3 separate regions of the Zea mays genome follow, and all the other regions are linked to region 1. Evidence: chromatin contacts called from public Hi-C data. All regions are on one chromosome and are shown on one strand. The core of a region is the stretch at or near the end of the contact, and the rest is flanking DNA. Distances in the headings are between cores, read along the strand shown. Region 1 holds the start of LOC542747 (eukaryotic initiation factor 3). Region 2 holds the start of LOC100192075 (hexokinase1). Region 3 holds the start of LOC100192491.

Region 1 (4,915 bases), core at 1,513-4,012:
TGCTATTTAATTCACAAACAGTTTGGATAACAAACCATTTCCCTGTTTTCACGCTTGTTATCAAGCGAAAAGTTAACAAGGTTGGACAGACGCATGTTGCGCTCTTTCTCATTCTCTGTCTCAAATGCACCATATTTTTTGTCATAAGGTGACACGGATAGTGCAGCAAGTAAAACAGAAGATGCTATTAACTGTAGATCCTTCTGAGACAAGTTTTTATTGTAGCTCTTCTGCAAGTTGAAAAGCTTGAGCCACGCATACGCATGATATAAGTGGCTGTCCGATATCCAGAAGATCTCAGTCAACTTTGCATAATAGACCACCAAGATAGATGGTTTTGGCATTTTCTTCACCATGGTCATCAAACCATGGATATCTTCCACCGATCGGAAGGCTTCCTGCAATCCAGGGACAATTCAAGGAATGTAGCATTTGTATATGGGTAAAGAATTAATTAAAATACATAAGTAATGGAACAAACCTGCCAAAGGGAGAGTTCTGTAGCAACTTTAAGCTGCTCAACACGTGTATCAAGATACAGTTGTAAACTTTCAGGTGCAGTCAGATCAGGACGATCTCTTTGATCGCGATATTTGTTGAGATTAGCAAGATGATTTCTGATGATCTCACACAACCTACGGAATTCAGTTGTTCTCTTATACTGTTTACAGAATTGAAAAGCCCTATGAGCAGTCATCTGCATATTAGAAAGTTAATCAGTCACAAAATCTACTCATGGTATTTTCTGGAGAAATTGTAGAATGAGAAAATCGGAATGCAAGTTAACAGTAGGCACATGATCGAATAGGAAAGTCAGTAATGACAAGCTGTTTAACCAAAATATCAGCCAGTACATTAAGCTATTGAGTTCACAAGATATATTTTGACAGCTAGATACCATTTATAATAGCAAAAAGGCTGAATTCAGGTAAAAAAATGGTTGAATTGGCACATACATCTGAATAATGGTTGTTAAATGGAGAGGAAAAAAGATGTAAATTCTCAGTAATAAAAACTATGCAAATGGTAATGTGTTGTACCAATACCATGGAAAATTTATGTGCCACATACAAAGTAAATTCAACAGAAGCAAGCAACAAAATGCTCATAAGAGAATAGCTTACAGCATATAACGCTTCAAGCTTTGAATTGTTCCTTAGTATCTCTAGAACAGTCCTGTATGTCTCCCAGAGGAACTTAAACCATGGAGTTACAACCTCTTTATCTGATCGGTCCTTTCCTTTCTCCCCACTGACAAAACTGAGCATGAGGTCCTCGGGACGCTTGTCTGCTTCAAGATCTTCGACATCCAGAGCATCTTCCAGTGCTTCGACCTGACTCTTAGCTTGTTCAGCTTTCTCATTTGAAAGCTGCATGAAGTGCTTTATGACATCCTCCAAGGATGACACGTTTACTTGCTGGCAGACAATCCTATACTGAATAAGACCATCTTTTGCAAATCTGCCTTTCCTCAGGTCAACACAGAGTTCTACATACTTCATCATGATCTTTTCGAGAGGCTTCTGCCATGACCTGTACCTTTTCGAGGTAATGAGATCATGTAAAGCCTGCAGGGCTGACTGCTTTTGACCAACATGGATTAATTCTGAAATAAAAGCAGAGGAAGCGATCAGCATACACATCTTTTATGACAACACACCAATACGAGCAGATTCTTAAGAATTTGCAACCATGTTTTTTAATTGACAGTCACAAGAATCCTCAAATTCCAGCCTTCCTGGTTGTTTTCAGGTAAATTAAACAAATCATTTTTATGTTGCATAAACTTTACAAGGTTCCATTTAGTGGAGTGGGATTTTATCCCTAGATATCATATGCTGGAGGGCTGGACGCTTTTCACAAATTATTAAAGATAGGTGTAGTGGTGTGTTAACTTCGATATACATTGTAGCATTTTTAAGTATTTCTAACTGAATTTTTTGGTTCACCTATGCAAAAACCCAAAAATCACGAATTTCTTTAGGAATTTGATCAAAACTTTGAACTCATCTTGTACCTACTCCTCTATTTCTCTCTATCTTCCCACCAATTGCATGACATAATTCATCAAAACAAAACAAAACAAAAATCTCAATGGGACAAAATACCTCATGTAATGAGAACAGACAACTGGCTAATATTTATTTGTATGCAGGAAGCAAGGTTCACCTAATCAATGTAACAATATCAATGTAGTCAATATTCCAACTTTCAAACTAAACTAACATTTAGAACCAAGCAGTAAATAGATTCGTCAGCAGTAAACATTCCCTATTCAATCAGAGCAAGTAACACACGCATCATCTTCACGCTATGCTAATTCGCAAGGGTCTGACAAATCCCGCATGCAGCAGGCATAGCATCAACAACTACCACCCGCAGATAAAAATCGATCCCAAGTCCCAGCAACTCACCTTCGGCTCTCTTCAGCGCGTTCTCAGGTTTCGCGAAAGTCGCCATCAGCGAGGGTTCTGGGTCGACGATCTACTCCTTCTCCTGCACCACACCAACAGTTAGGGTGGGATCTAGCAAAGGCATGTACACCCGATATTTTTTTGCAAAAAACTTAGAAGCTAACAGGCATCGATCAAACAGCCAAATAGTTTGAGATTAGAGTTTGGGAACTCATTTTGGCAATACCTGATGGGACCTCTTCGCCGGCGAAGAGGTCGGCGAAGGCCCCGGCAGTCGGCGGCAGCCCAACCAGTCGCCGCACTTTTAGAAAGGCAGAGAGAACAGGCACGGCGGCTGACAACGGGAGGAGAGGCGAAGGTTGGGAGTTTAGGGTTAGTTCTCTCCTTTTATATAGGCGGCCTGTGTATAGTTGGGCCTTTAATAGGCCTTCTCCTTCCAAACGGCCGGAGATATCTGCGCAACACAACCATGCTATGACGTCATCATGGATAATTTTCATCCCTTGATCATGGATCCGAGGTTCAGTATGGATTCCCAAAAAAACGGGGTGGAAATTTCTTCCGTGAGATCGGAGTCTTGTGCGTCGCGACGGTGTTGCATAACAAACTGGACTCCGACTCCGACTCCGACTCCGACTCCCCCCTCGTCAACGCCACCACGGCCGCCCGCCTCGCGGACTCGCTCGACCTCGCCAACGCCCTGCCTCTAGGGCCTAGGCTCCCGTGACGAGGCCACGGTGGCTGCGGACAGGATGAAAACGATAACTATTTAGATACCGATTTTGTGTCTTTTACTTTGATCGTAATATGCAATATTATATTCTTGTTTTTAAGCATTAAACATGTAAAAATCCATAAAAGAAAATTCACAAAATTATTATATAATTTCTTAAATGATAGATTTAAAATTCGGTATGAATTCGGATACAAATTTGGTTTTTAAAATTTTTTGTTGTATGGAGCAAATAATGCATACAACAATTTATGCAAAAAAAATATTCTTATTTATAATAATGTGCTTGATAACATAAAAATATCAACATCAAATTTTATACATATCTATTTCAAAATATTAAATTTGTTCTAGCAATTCGGATTATCACTTACATACAGGGGCGGATTTGGGTCTCGGGCCACCTGGGTCATGGCCCGGGTCGTGGCCCAAATATCCATTTATACTTAGGTTTTTTCATCCAAAAAATTCTGGCCCATTTATCCTTCCTCTCCACTTGAAGCCTGGGCATATGGCAACTGCAACCCTGATGGACCTAGCCTCAACCTTGCCATGGCGGCTCGCATTCTGTTGCTTGCTCAAGGACTCGAGGTCGACGGCTGGTCGCCGGTGCCCACTACGACAAGCTCGACGGCCGCTGCACGCCCTCCATGGATCTAGCAACCAGCAAGCTGGGCAGTCAGCGACCTCCTCACCTCCCTGTGGCCCTACGCCCTGCTTCCTGCCTCCCTCCACGGTTCGTAGCGGGCATTTGTTTTCTGCTCCTCGCCGGCGGCTCGGCTCCTCCACGGCGGTCGGCGGCGTCACCAACTCCGGCGTCCACAGGTCAGCCACGGAGCCACCCATTGTTCCATACGGCAGTCTCAGTCCAGAATCACGGTGTCGCGCCGGCTTGCCGGCTTGGCGGCTTCCCCTTCCTGTTCGGCTGTCTTGGTGCAAGAATTAGGACTCTAACTCTGAACTCTCAAAGGTCATCAGTCCACATCAGAGAGCAAACAAGTTGTCCCACTGAGTCAGTGATTTATAAGTATTCTCTGAACTCTGAACTCTCCAAAGTCTTAGACAACATCACCAGGCACTAGCCATTTCATTGTCCCACCGATTCGGTGATTTGTGAGTATTCTCTTCTCCCCTATTCTCCCATTTCCACTATATGTTGGTTATTAAATGTTGCATTATTACTTTGTTATTGTAGATTGACATCAAAACACGAGAATCAAGAGGATAAAAACATTAAGATCATTTTATTGTTGATCAAGTTGTCGTTGATCCTGATCTTCGCATGCCAATTAAGCAAATTGATGCAATGTGTAGGTTTAAATTCACGTGCTGATGTTTGTGAAGCTATTAGAGGCGAGGAAGGACCAAATCATCTTTAATTAGGTAATTTTAACTTTGTATCAAGTTTTTCGTATTTTAAGGTGCTGAATTGAGATAAATATTACTTTATTCTATGTTTATCCTACGCATGATATCTTAAAGAGCTTTTTAAAAGTGGCCCCGGGCGTCAATTTTATAGAGCTCCGCCACTGCTTACATACTTTCATCCCTAGCCGCGGCTTCCGCGCCCGTCGCCGTCACACTCACGACGTCGATCGACTTTTGCTCCGCGTTGCTGTCGCCAACAATCCAACATAGTCGCCAATTCGCCATGCTGTCGAGCGAGACCGAGCGTGAGGACTCCATGGTCTTCGACGTGTCGGCCTCCGGCGACAGGCTCTCCACGAAGGACGAGGTTGACATCGTTGGTAAAGTCATCCTCTGATAG
Region 2 (4,915 bases), core at 1,430-3,929, 310 kb after region 1:
ACCCTCCTTACAATTTCACCTAAATACATTCCTGACGTTAACTTCTCGTAAATCTGAAAGAAGTCGATAGCGAGACAACAACATGAGAAACCAACAGTATGAACAGCAGCATGTATCTTCTATACACAAACTTGCCTGTTCTCCTGGATTTAAGCTCTCCTTATCTAATTCTTGATCATATTCAGTGATGGGGAGATGAGATGAGAAGAAGTTACCCCATTCCATGTTGATGACCTGAAGTACAGCAAAATCGTTTTTTTTCTAAATAAAAATTAGCACAGCCCAACCTGCAATCATTCTCTGAGTACTGCTAGATTTAGTAAAAAACAATGTGGTCTCCAAGGCTCGAATCTTACCATGTCTCCTGAATGGGGCAGCTCACCCTCCCATTTTGGAATAGCATTTGCCTTCTCAACATATGCTGCGTTTGTGCCAGTGCCAAATATTACACCAGCGACAACATCTTTGTCATAGTACCTTGCTCCCGCCAGCGTCCCAACAGCATCATTAATCTGTTTCATCACAAGGTCTGCTGAAACCACAAGTTGCTTATCCAAGACTGATGGAGTATAAAAAAAAATATGTTGACAACACTCACCAATGCAGCTACATGCATGTCCAGACCTTGCTTCTCCATGGCTGTTTGCAGTTCAGCCACCACATCTTCGCCTACCTGATTCCATACAAACATCAATTTAACGGAGCGTTTTCAATAAGAAACCATTTCAGTGCGTACACTTGATCCAATAAAACATTGTTACTAAAAATAGCTTCAGGATAAAGATCACTATGATCATAAATGGGGTAGCAATACAAGATCTTCGAGAAGCTTCAGTTAACAAAACCTTTCACGTTGAACACAGACAAGTTTGGCATATGGGCACATCAAGACTTACAGCATCATTAATGGAAAATGCCTTTGTCCACTTGACAAGCGTACCGGAAGCTACAGAACGCTGCTTCACTGGGAACGAAAACGTGAACCCTATTTCTCGCTTCTTGCCATTCGAAATGTTAGCGCACTTCTCATCATCGTCAACAAACTTGGCCAATTCAGAAGCAATGAAACCAAAAAGCTCCTAGGATGTTGTAAAAGCATACTGTCAGATTAAAAACAAACCGCATTAACTGAATTCTTGACGGCTATACTTACCGAGGAGCTCCCTGACATCAGATGTGGCGGAATGCCGACTTCTCTGGAGTCACGGTCAACGACATGCTTCGCATTCCCACCTAGTTGCACTTTCAAGACGCGGAAATTCGTTCCTCCTAGGTCCAATCCATAGAATAATCCTTCCTCTCTCCTGAAGTCAGTGGTACAAGTAAAATACTGTAACGGTGTGCTCAAGGCAGATGGATTTGCCTGCCTCTTTACAACAATTATCCTTAGATTATGTCTATATGCATCAGGTAGCTTGAAGCTCACATAAATCACTGTACAGTTGGATAGTCCTTTTATGCTATCAGATTCAGACGTAGAATCTATTGCATATGATGGCCAAATTCATTCCATAGATACATCGTTCTCAAATCCAGTCATATAAATTATTACCAAAAAGAATAAAAAAACAGAAACATGTTGATATGCTATATCCTCTCAATAATAGTGATGCCGAGCATGGAAGGAACACATCACGACTTTCTACAAAATACTGTTTCCTGAACGAGGTCTTTACACCATCCTGTTATTGTTAGGACTACCAAACAAGCAACAGGACGCAAAATCATCCTCTGATCATCATACAAACAGAGCAAGAAAGACAGGTTCAGAAGCACGAACCCTGTGGGGAGCTTATCGACGTAGGAGAGGAGCATCTTGACCCTGCTCCCGCCGTCCTTCTCCAGCCCCGCGCCCATCTCGCGGGCCATCTCCACGGCCACCTCGCGCAGCATCGACGGCGGCGTCTCACACCTCACTCGGAGCTCGGCCACCACCTGCTCTGCCATTGCCAGCGCAGCTGCCGCCATGGGACCGAACCCCCGCGAGGAGCAAATCAAGAGTCCTGGACCCGGGGACACCAATCAGCAGGAGACAGAGAAGCAAACAAAAGGCTGGGATTTTGGAGTCCAGAGCCCAAGGAAAATGCTAAAAAAGAGCGCCGGAGGTGGGTGGGGGTGACAGCGAAGAGCTTCCAACAGTGCGATTAAGGGAGAAGGGAAAAGGGAGGCTAGCAGCAAGAGAAAGTCAGGATATTTGGGTTTTTTTAGGAGTAGAACAAGGCATCGTCGGATTAGGGACGACTCGAGGCGAGACACGTGAAATTTAGCAAAGCTTTTGGCGACTGGATGGATTAACTCGACGGGGGGAAAAGGCAGGAAAAGGACGGGGTGGAGCCTGCCGCCTGGTGTGTTCGTGTGTTGCGCTGTTTGGTTCCTTCACTGGAGCTCCGCACTACGCAGGGAAAGGGGAGAAAGGGATCGTGTTCGGATCAGGCTCTGGATCACATGGATCTTATCATACCGAGTCAGGTCGGCATGGAGATGAACAGGGAGGTTGGCCGGGAATGGGACGCTGGCGCTACTCCGGTCCCGCTCCCGCGTCGAGCACCTCACCTGGCCTTTTTCTTTCTGCAGAAGCGGCGCGGCGTCCCACCTCGGCCCCTCGCTCGCCGTCGCGGTCGCGGTCGCGGCCGAGTGGAATGGAGGAAGCGTATGTGCTGTGATCTTGTGGGACTGCCGGGCCCGCTGGGCAGAGACTCCGGGGGCCTTGTGGATTTATGGACGGAGGTGGGCGCGTTGGATTGCTGCTACGTGGGGTTAAGAGCGATGACAGATGGCTTAGCCTGTACACAGCGAACGTGTCATGCACGCCTTTTATTGCCAACTGCCATCCAACTATCCAAGTACGTGTATATCCGATTACTGCATGCGCCCGCGTAGGATTTTGTTTTCTTAAAGGAAACTTCGTTGGAGTTGGACTGATATTAATATTAATGCACTATTTAACTTACGCAAACAACCCGATACAGGAAGACCCACTGAGACTAAGAAACAAAGTCCTTGCAGGTTTTGAAACTTCTCTTTCACCCTCCTTCAAACCTAGAATGAATGATATAGCCTTGTCGAAGCTGATCAGAGTAAAGTACTCGAGATGGACATACGATGTTAAGGATGTGTCTCCGCATCCATGAACAATAGGCAAGGACATTGCCTTGCAAATTAGGGAAAGAAGTGACCGACGCCTTCAAATTCCAATCATATAAGGTGATAGAATCATCATCAACAACACATGTTGAATGGCCTTTGGCAAGGTCCCTTTCTTGCTAAGAAAAGAAGTAATTGATACATTCAAGTTCTAATGGCCGGGTAACAGACATTAGAAACCCACATCGACAAGGTAGCAATACCCCCCCACCCACCCACCCACCCACACACATAGAAAAATAAATAAAACTAGCAACCAAACTTGTGGGAAGAAACGTACCCCATAAGGATATCATTGCATAGGCTATGACACGCAGGATGGCGTCAGCGGTTTGGAGGGACAACAACCTGCCAAAAAATGCCACCATTGACTCCATTATAGAACATATACCTACTTGAACACTTCGACCTTTGGCTAGGTTAGTGGAGGGGGAAACCAACAAGATCGATGTCACGACTAGAGAACATCGTGGGTCTCGCCTTTCCATAGCTATATCGGAGAGTGGAAGAGGATAAGTCTTGCATGCATCATCAGGCGTGCACCTCACGTGGTGACTAAAGTGACAATGAATGCTGGTAAGAGCTAAAAGGAGCACGTTAACGTGTGACTCGTCTCGCATTAGCATAACACTCGACAACCTCTCGTACCAATCATGCACAAGTAATGTCATCTTTCCAACCATCCACACATGAGCATGACACTTAGAGCATCACATTTTTGTCACTATAGAGCAATTGTGTGTAGCCTATGAGATTAGTCACGAGAAGTAAATGAACGTGTGTGAACATCTTGTTTGTTCTGCATTAGTACATGATTTTTTGCTATAAAAGGAAATAGAAATTTACTGTTTAATGTATGTTCATTCTCCCGTATTACATTCTCAATGAACACAACCTTGATCTATCGTTTGTTCAATTTGGTCAATGTGATACTTGGTTGACTCATGAATCTTGATGTTTCCACTGATGTATAATCAACAACAAAACTAAATAACTTTTTTGGTCCAATTCCATCCATTTTTGCTGAGGCAATTCCAACTTGTTTATCAGAAAATTATCTAGCTCTTGAGATATATGACATTCTTTACCCTTCTCTTTTCTTGATCTTCTCATCTTGAGTCTACAACGGTTATATGTCAAACAAAACAACCATCTTTATGTAATCTGATTTCAAGTATACAAATTGATTGCATGCATTTAGATAACAAGACCTGCTACATACATCGAAGATGTGATTACTAAGTGATTTACTAATATGAATAGGATCTTAACGAGCATTTCTATAAGAGAGGCTCGATAAGTAATCCCTTGTATAGGAAAACCTGCCTAAGTATAGGAGACACTTTTTTAGGAAGTAGCTAGGGAGTAGAATGAGTGAGGAGGAATGATACATAAAATATGTTGGGTGAAGCATGGATATGTCATGTTTGCATGGCGATGTGTCATTGGTCTTCTAGTGGATTGTGTGTTGCACCATTAGATGGTCACCACGCTCGAGATGTTTTAGTTGTTATCGTAAGCACTCCCATTCAATTGATAGATGGGTAATCATTAGAGTTGCTTATTATTTCAAAGGCTTACGGCACGTTTAGAGTGTTGGGAACTCAGAAGACTAGTCGAGAGGGTATTGTCCTAGGTAAAGGCTTTACAAACATAGGACGAGAGTCAAAGTAGCATGGGCAACTTTCTATAATTAATTCGGGGGAAATTGACATTACTTGTAAGGTATTAATTAAATAGGTTTGAGGGTTACAATGTAAAAAGATTGATC
Region 3 (4,915 bases), core at 770-3,269, 290 kb before region 1:
TGTGTGGTGCTGCTGTTCTTCTCTGATCTCTGTCCACCGTGGCCTGGTGCTTGGGCTCCTTGATGCGAGGTGTTCGTCTTCTCGGGCTAGTGCCGTGGACGTCTCCCTCGGCTCCGGCAGCGGCTTTAGTATCTCTGTCAACCTACTGCCGTGCAGGCCCGGACGTGGGCGGCGGAATTGGTTTTCTGGGACAGAACCTTGTGTTCGCTAAGCTGGTCTTTCCACGTAGACAATCTACGTGCTGTGAGTTACCCATTGCCTCTCTTAATTTATTGAGTAATTTTGTGCAATCTGCTAGTATTCAATACTTGGGTGTGATTGCACTATTTGTGGGCGGATTTGTGTGCTCATAGATGATAGCGGTGTAGTGAGACAACGTGACAGTCTGTGTTTTAGTGTATTATCATTTTCAGCATTGATATTATTTGTGCCTAATTAAATCTCACTTTTTGAGGCTGTTTACCTGTGTTAAATTCTGTTGTTTTATTTAGTACACAACTCCTTACTATTAGTATTTATACTTGATTATTAGGCTTATTACATCTGATCTAAAACCCTAATTTGGTAAGATAGGACTGTCACGTTAGTCGAGGATCTCTGATCACCTTTTAGCGTTGGAGGGCTGTTTATTACAGCAACCCGCTATTTTGAGAGCAATATTTTAAGATAAACAATCATGTTTATTTGTTTAATCTGCCTTCTTCATCTGCAAGCCATGTTTAATTATAAAATAGACCTGAGATGCTATTTTACATATTTACATGTTCTAGAATTGCTACTGTTCATTGCTGCAATAATTATATATGACATTTATCTGAGTTCTATGCTTGTTTTATTCGGAATTAGAATATTTAATCTAGTTAAATATCTTGAAAGCATGTCACTTATTTCTCCAATATTATAACATGGGCGTAGCCTATATGTGCGGAGATGCGATGAGGGAGCTTCCCTAATGGAGCAGGTGGCGGGAGCTCGACGCGAGTAAATCGGCCAACAAATCACGTCGATAGTGTTGTTGTTGTATATGTATGTGTTGTAGGTATATGTTTCATATATTTTTTATATATTGTTTTAATATAGTTATATATAACATTTCTACATGTCTGAGAAAAATACATAACCTTTTCAGTTTTTTTCTTGAGAAGCTCGTAAATTACGTGCCAACCTTTTTTGCTATCGTCTCAAGGAAATTAGAAAGATAAACAAGCATGAGCTATAAAAAGAGAGACAAATGTATCATGTCTTTGAGACTTTGAAAAAAAAGGCGTGGACTCTGAAGCGATTACAAGGGGGTGCGTGCAAAAAAAAATCCTTTACCAGCCACGTAGGCGACTTTGTGGCGAAGCCATGTCAGCTAAACACGCGCCACACACCCATTTGAACCTAAATGACACTAGATTATTGTTTCATTTTAGGGCTAGTTTGGGAACACCGTTTTCCCAAGGAAATCCAATTTTCCCAAGGGAAATTAGTTCATTTTCTCAAGGGAAAATTGTAATCCTTTGGAAAAACGATGTTCCCAAACTAGCCCTTAAGAGTTTAGAAACCTGTCTGATATAGGTTCATAAGTTTAGGGACTGCCAGCATATTTTATTTTAAACTAAACGAGATTATATAATCTAGATATATTATAACCCAATCAAACAAGCCCTTATTATCTAACCAAGAGAATTATAAAAACACTATATTTACATTCACCTAGCCAATTCAATACATATACTTTTGTGTTTTACCATAATATAGTTTAATATATATAGGAATTGTACGCACCGGCATGTGACTAATGTAAAGAGCAGTAAATTTTAAAAACAAACAGACAAGTGAGAAAACCCACCGCTCGTGCTCCACTTGTGTTGTGTCCACACACGCGAGCGAACCCGACGTCCCGACCCCTGCTATACGAATCTAGAGGTGAATCCAACGGCGTAACACCCTTCTCCCTCCACACCCTTCCTCTCCAAAAAACGAACATCAAAATGCGCGAGAGAAACGGAGCAAAGTCGAAAGGGGAAAAATGAGTTAAACCCAAATCGACACCAAACCCACTCCAGGAACACCCGCCTCCGCCGCCGCCGCCGCCATCGCCGGCGGCCACTACAAGCGCGGCGTCCGGAGACAGTACTGCGCTACCAACCCCTAGAGCCTGGATTCTGATGAGCCCTCCATGGCCTGTCATATCTGTCCCCTCTTCAATCTCCGACTCTTGCTGCTGCTCGGCGCGGTTCTCGGGAACGGCGGCCTCGGCCGGGGCGGCGGAGCGGAGGCTTCAGATCGGGCGGACCCGGACCCGTACTCGATCCTGATGTGGCACGACTACTCGCCGCCGTCGCCCCCGCTCCCGCCCCCGGACCCGCCGTCGCCGACGGCGACATGTGAGGGGGACCTCCACGGGAAGGGTGACTTCCACACGCGCTGCGAGGTCTCCGAGGAAGTGGAGCTGGACGGCGACGTCTACATCACGGGGAACGGCAGCCTCGTGCTCCTCTCTGGCGCCTCCCTGACCTGCGAGAAGTACGGGTGCGTTATATCCGCCAATTTCTCAGGCGAGGTGCGCCTCAGCCGCGGCGTCCGCGTCACAGCCGGCAGGGTCTCGCTGGTTGCCACCAACATCACGGTCGCCGACACGGTCGTCGTGAATACCACCGCGCTCGCTGGTGATCCGCCAGACCGGACCAGTGGCGTTCCCACGGGGACGCACGGCGACGGTGGCGGGCACGGTGGTCGTGGCGCCAGCTGCTTCGTCAAGGAAGGGCAGACGCAGGAGGATTCATGGGGCGGCGATGCCTATGCATGGTCTGACCTCGAACACCCCTGGAGCTACGGGAGCAAAGGGGGCTCGACCAGCGTTGAGAAGGACTATGGTGGTGACGGTGGTGGCATCGTGTGGCTGTTTGCTGAGGACCTGGTCATGAATGGCACAGTTCTCGCCAACGGTGGGGATAGCAATGAGAAGGGTGGTGGTGGTTCTGGAGGGAGCATCTTTATAAGGGCTGCATCGATGTGAGTGTTTGTGGAATGATTTTTTGTTCTTCTTTCTTTATGCTAAGTGAATTGAGATATGGGAATGCAAGCTTAGTTAATCAAGTAGTGTTTGTGGAATGATTTTCTGTTCTGCTTTCTTTATGCTAAGTGATTTGAGATGTGGGAATGCAAGCTGAGTCAAGTAGAATTTGGAAAACAGTTACCAATTGGGAAGACCAGCAGAATAAATTGGTGAGAAATATAGTGGAATTAAGTTGAAGTTTGAAAAACATTTACCAACTGAAGTCCAGCAGAAAGCATTGATAGGTCCTGTAGTTTAAATGAACCAGACATAATAGTCATTCTTGGCCATGTTTGTACCCAGATATAGTGGGCTAAGAGGCAATAGATGAAGGCCGCTCTTCTCCCCCTTGCAGATATGCATTTAGGGCAAATTAGTTCATTTATTTGATATACTGAAATAAGAAACAACAATTCTCAGATTTCTAAATTGTGAATCCATGTTTGTTGTATTTTTTGGGAAGCCTAGTGTCAGTGTAGTCACTGTCAGTTTGATGCTATGCTTTGAAACTTAGTTCTGTCCAATCACCAAGATTTTAGGATTTCTATGTGCATAGAAAGTTAGGGTAAGATAGGATCACCCTCATGGATTCATTGAGAGTAGATGAGTGATGCACATGATTAATTGGTGAGTGAGTCAAGCAATAGTTCTATACTAGTCATAATCTCATAATGGTATATTATTATGTAAGAAAAGGGGCAGTGGATGAATTTCTATTCATTTGCAAGTTTGTTTTGCTGTAGATCACTAGATCTGCTTAGTGCTTATTATAAGGTTTTGTACTTCAGGATATTTAGTAAGCCATTGCAGTTTTTTTCATCTCTTCTTATCCTCTGCTGGCAACAGGCATGGTGGTGGCAAGATCAGTGCCTCTGGGGGTGATGGTTTGGCTGGGGGAGGTGGAGGGCGAGTTTCTATTAACGTTTTTAGTAGACATGATGACACCCAGATTTTTGTTCACGGTAACTTTCTCTAAGTTCACACTGAATTCTGTTTTCTGACTTGATTTGTTTTTAGTGTTAACAGTTATCACTGTTTGAAGAACTGCAAGTAGAAAGATCAAAGATGCATATAGTTCTTTACTATCTGTTTCACTTTATGGTTATCAGTTCTGCTATTTTACCTTTGGTTGTATGCTGTTGCTTCATTCTAAACCTATCTAGGATCCGCTCTGAATTGATCTCTACTTCTTCTCTCTTGTATTCTTGTGATTTAGGTTTAACAGGTCTACATTTGCAGGAGATCTGCATGCCATGTGCTGCTTGTATCATGACAATAAAATTTTTTTTAGTTATCTATAGAAGCATTGTACTGTTCCTTTTCACTCTAACTCTTAACCTCCATATGTGAAATGTGTGCCATGAAACTCCTACTCTTGGTATTTTTCTAGCGATTGTGATACAGACCACACGTCTAAAGTTATTGTTAAGATGAGATGACCTTATTGTTTTATTTTGTTTGAAATTAATGTCTGTCATTTTTTTCAGGGGGAAGGAGTTCAGGCTGTCCAGATAATGCAGGAGCTGCTGGAACTCTTTATGAAGCAGTACCAAAAAGTCTTATTGTCAGTAACAACAATCTGAGTACACAAACAGACACTCTTCTTTTGGAGTTTCCAAATCAACCACTGTGGACAAATGTTTTTGTAAGAAATCGTGCCAAAGTTGCTGTCCCCTTGCTCTGGAGTCGCGTTCAGGTATGTGGCTTTGTAATGCTATCTTGATTAACACTCTACCAAGTACCAACCATGATGTCTTTTGTAACATTTAATTGGTTTTCTGACATTTTCTTGTTGAGGTCTATAGTCTTATGCTTTCCTGCTCTTCAGTCTATCGTCAAATTATATATCCTTTATGAATACATATATGCATT

The links. A called contact is a pair of places that touch in the nucleus more often than the background predicts.
Region 2: a Hi-C map of tassel shows a contact between it and region 1, with 4 times the contacts expected there. The contact joins the promoter of LOC100192075 here to the promoter of LOC542747 in region 1. A contact is called at or near these places in 3 of 25 Hi-C or Micro-C datasets (endosperm, leaf and tassel).
Region 3: a contact with region 1 is called in a Hi-C map of endosperm, with 5 times the contacts expected there. The contact joins the promoter of LOC100192491 here to the promoter of LOC542747 in region 1. A contact is called at or near these places in 3 of 25 Hi-C or Micro-C datasets (endosperm, leaf and seedling).

The regions. Positions count from the first base shown.
Region 1 is chr3:7,313,519-7,318,433 of Zm-B73-REFERENCE-NAM-5.0, reverse strand. LOC542747 (eukaryotic initiation factor 3) reads right to left here and starts at 2,762. Exons shown (of 14, transcript NM_001112256.2): 1 at 2,641-2,762; 2 at 2,415-2,496; 3 at 1,125-1,606; 4 at 482-697; 5 at 36-398. The coding sequence starts at 2,460.
Region 2 is chr3:7,007,818-7,012,732 of Zm-B73-REFERENCE-NAM-5.0, reverse strand. It overlaps LOC100192075 (hexokinase1), which reads right to left and starts at 2,679. Exons shown (of 10, transcript NM_001137498.1): 1 at 2,462-2,679; 2 at 1,781-2,003; 3 at 1,154-1,304; 4 at 897-1,079; 5 at 599-673; 6 at 357-512; 7 at 136-234; 8 at 1-53. The coding sequence starts at 1,968.
Region 3 is chr3:7,601,604-7,606,518 of Zm-B73-REFERENCE-NAM-5.0, reverse strand. LOC100192491 reads left to right here and starts at 2,019. Exons shown (of 22, transcript NM_001350132.1): 1 at 2,019-3,000; 2 at 3,890-4,005; 3 at 4,531-4,739. The coding sequence starts at 2,165.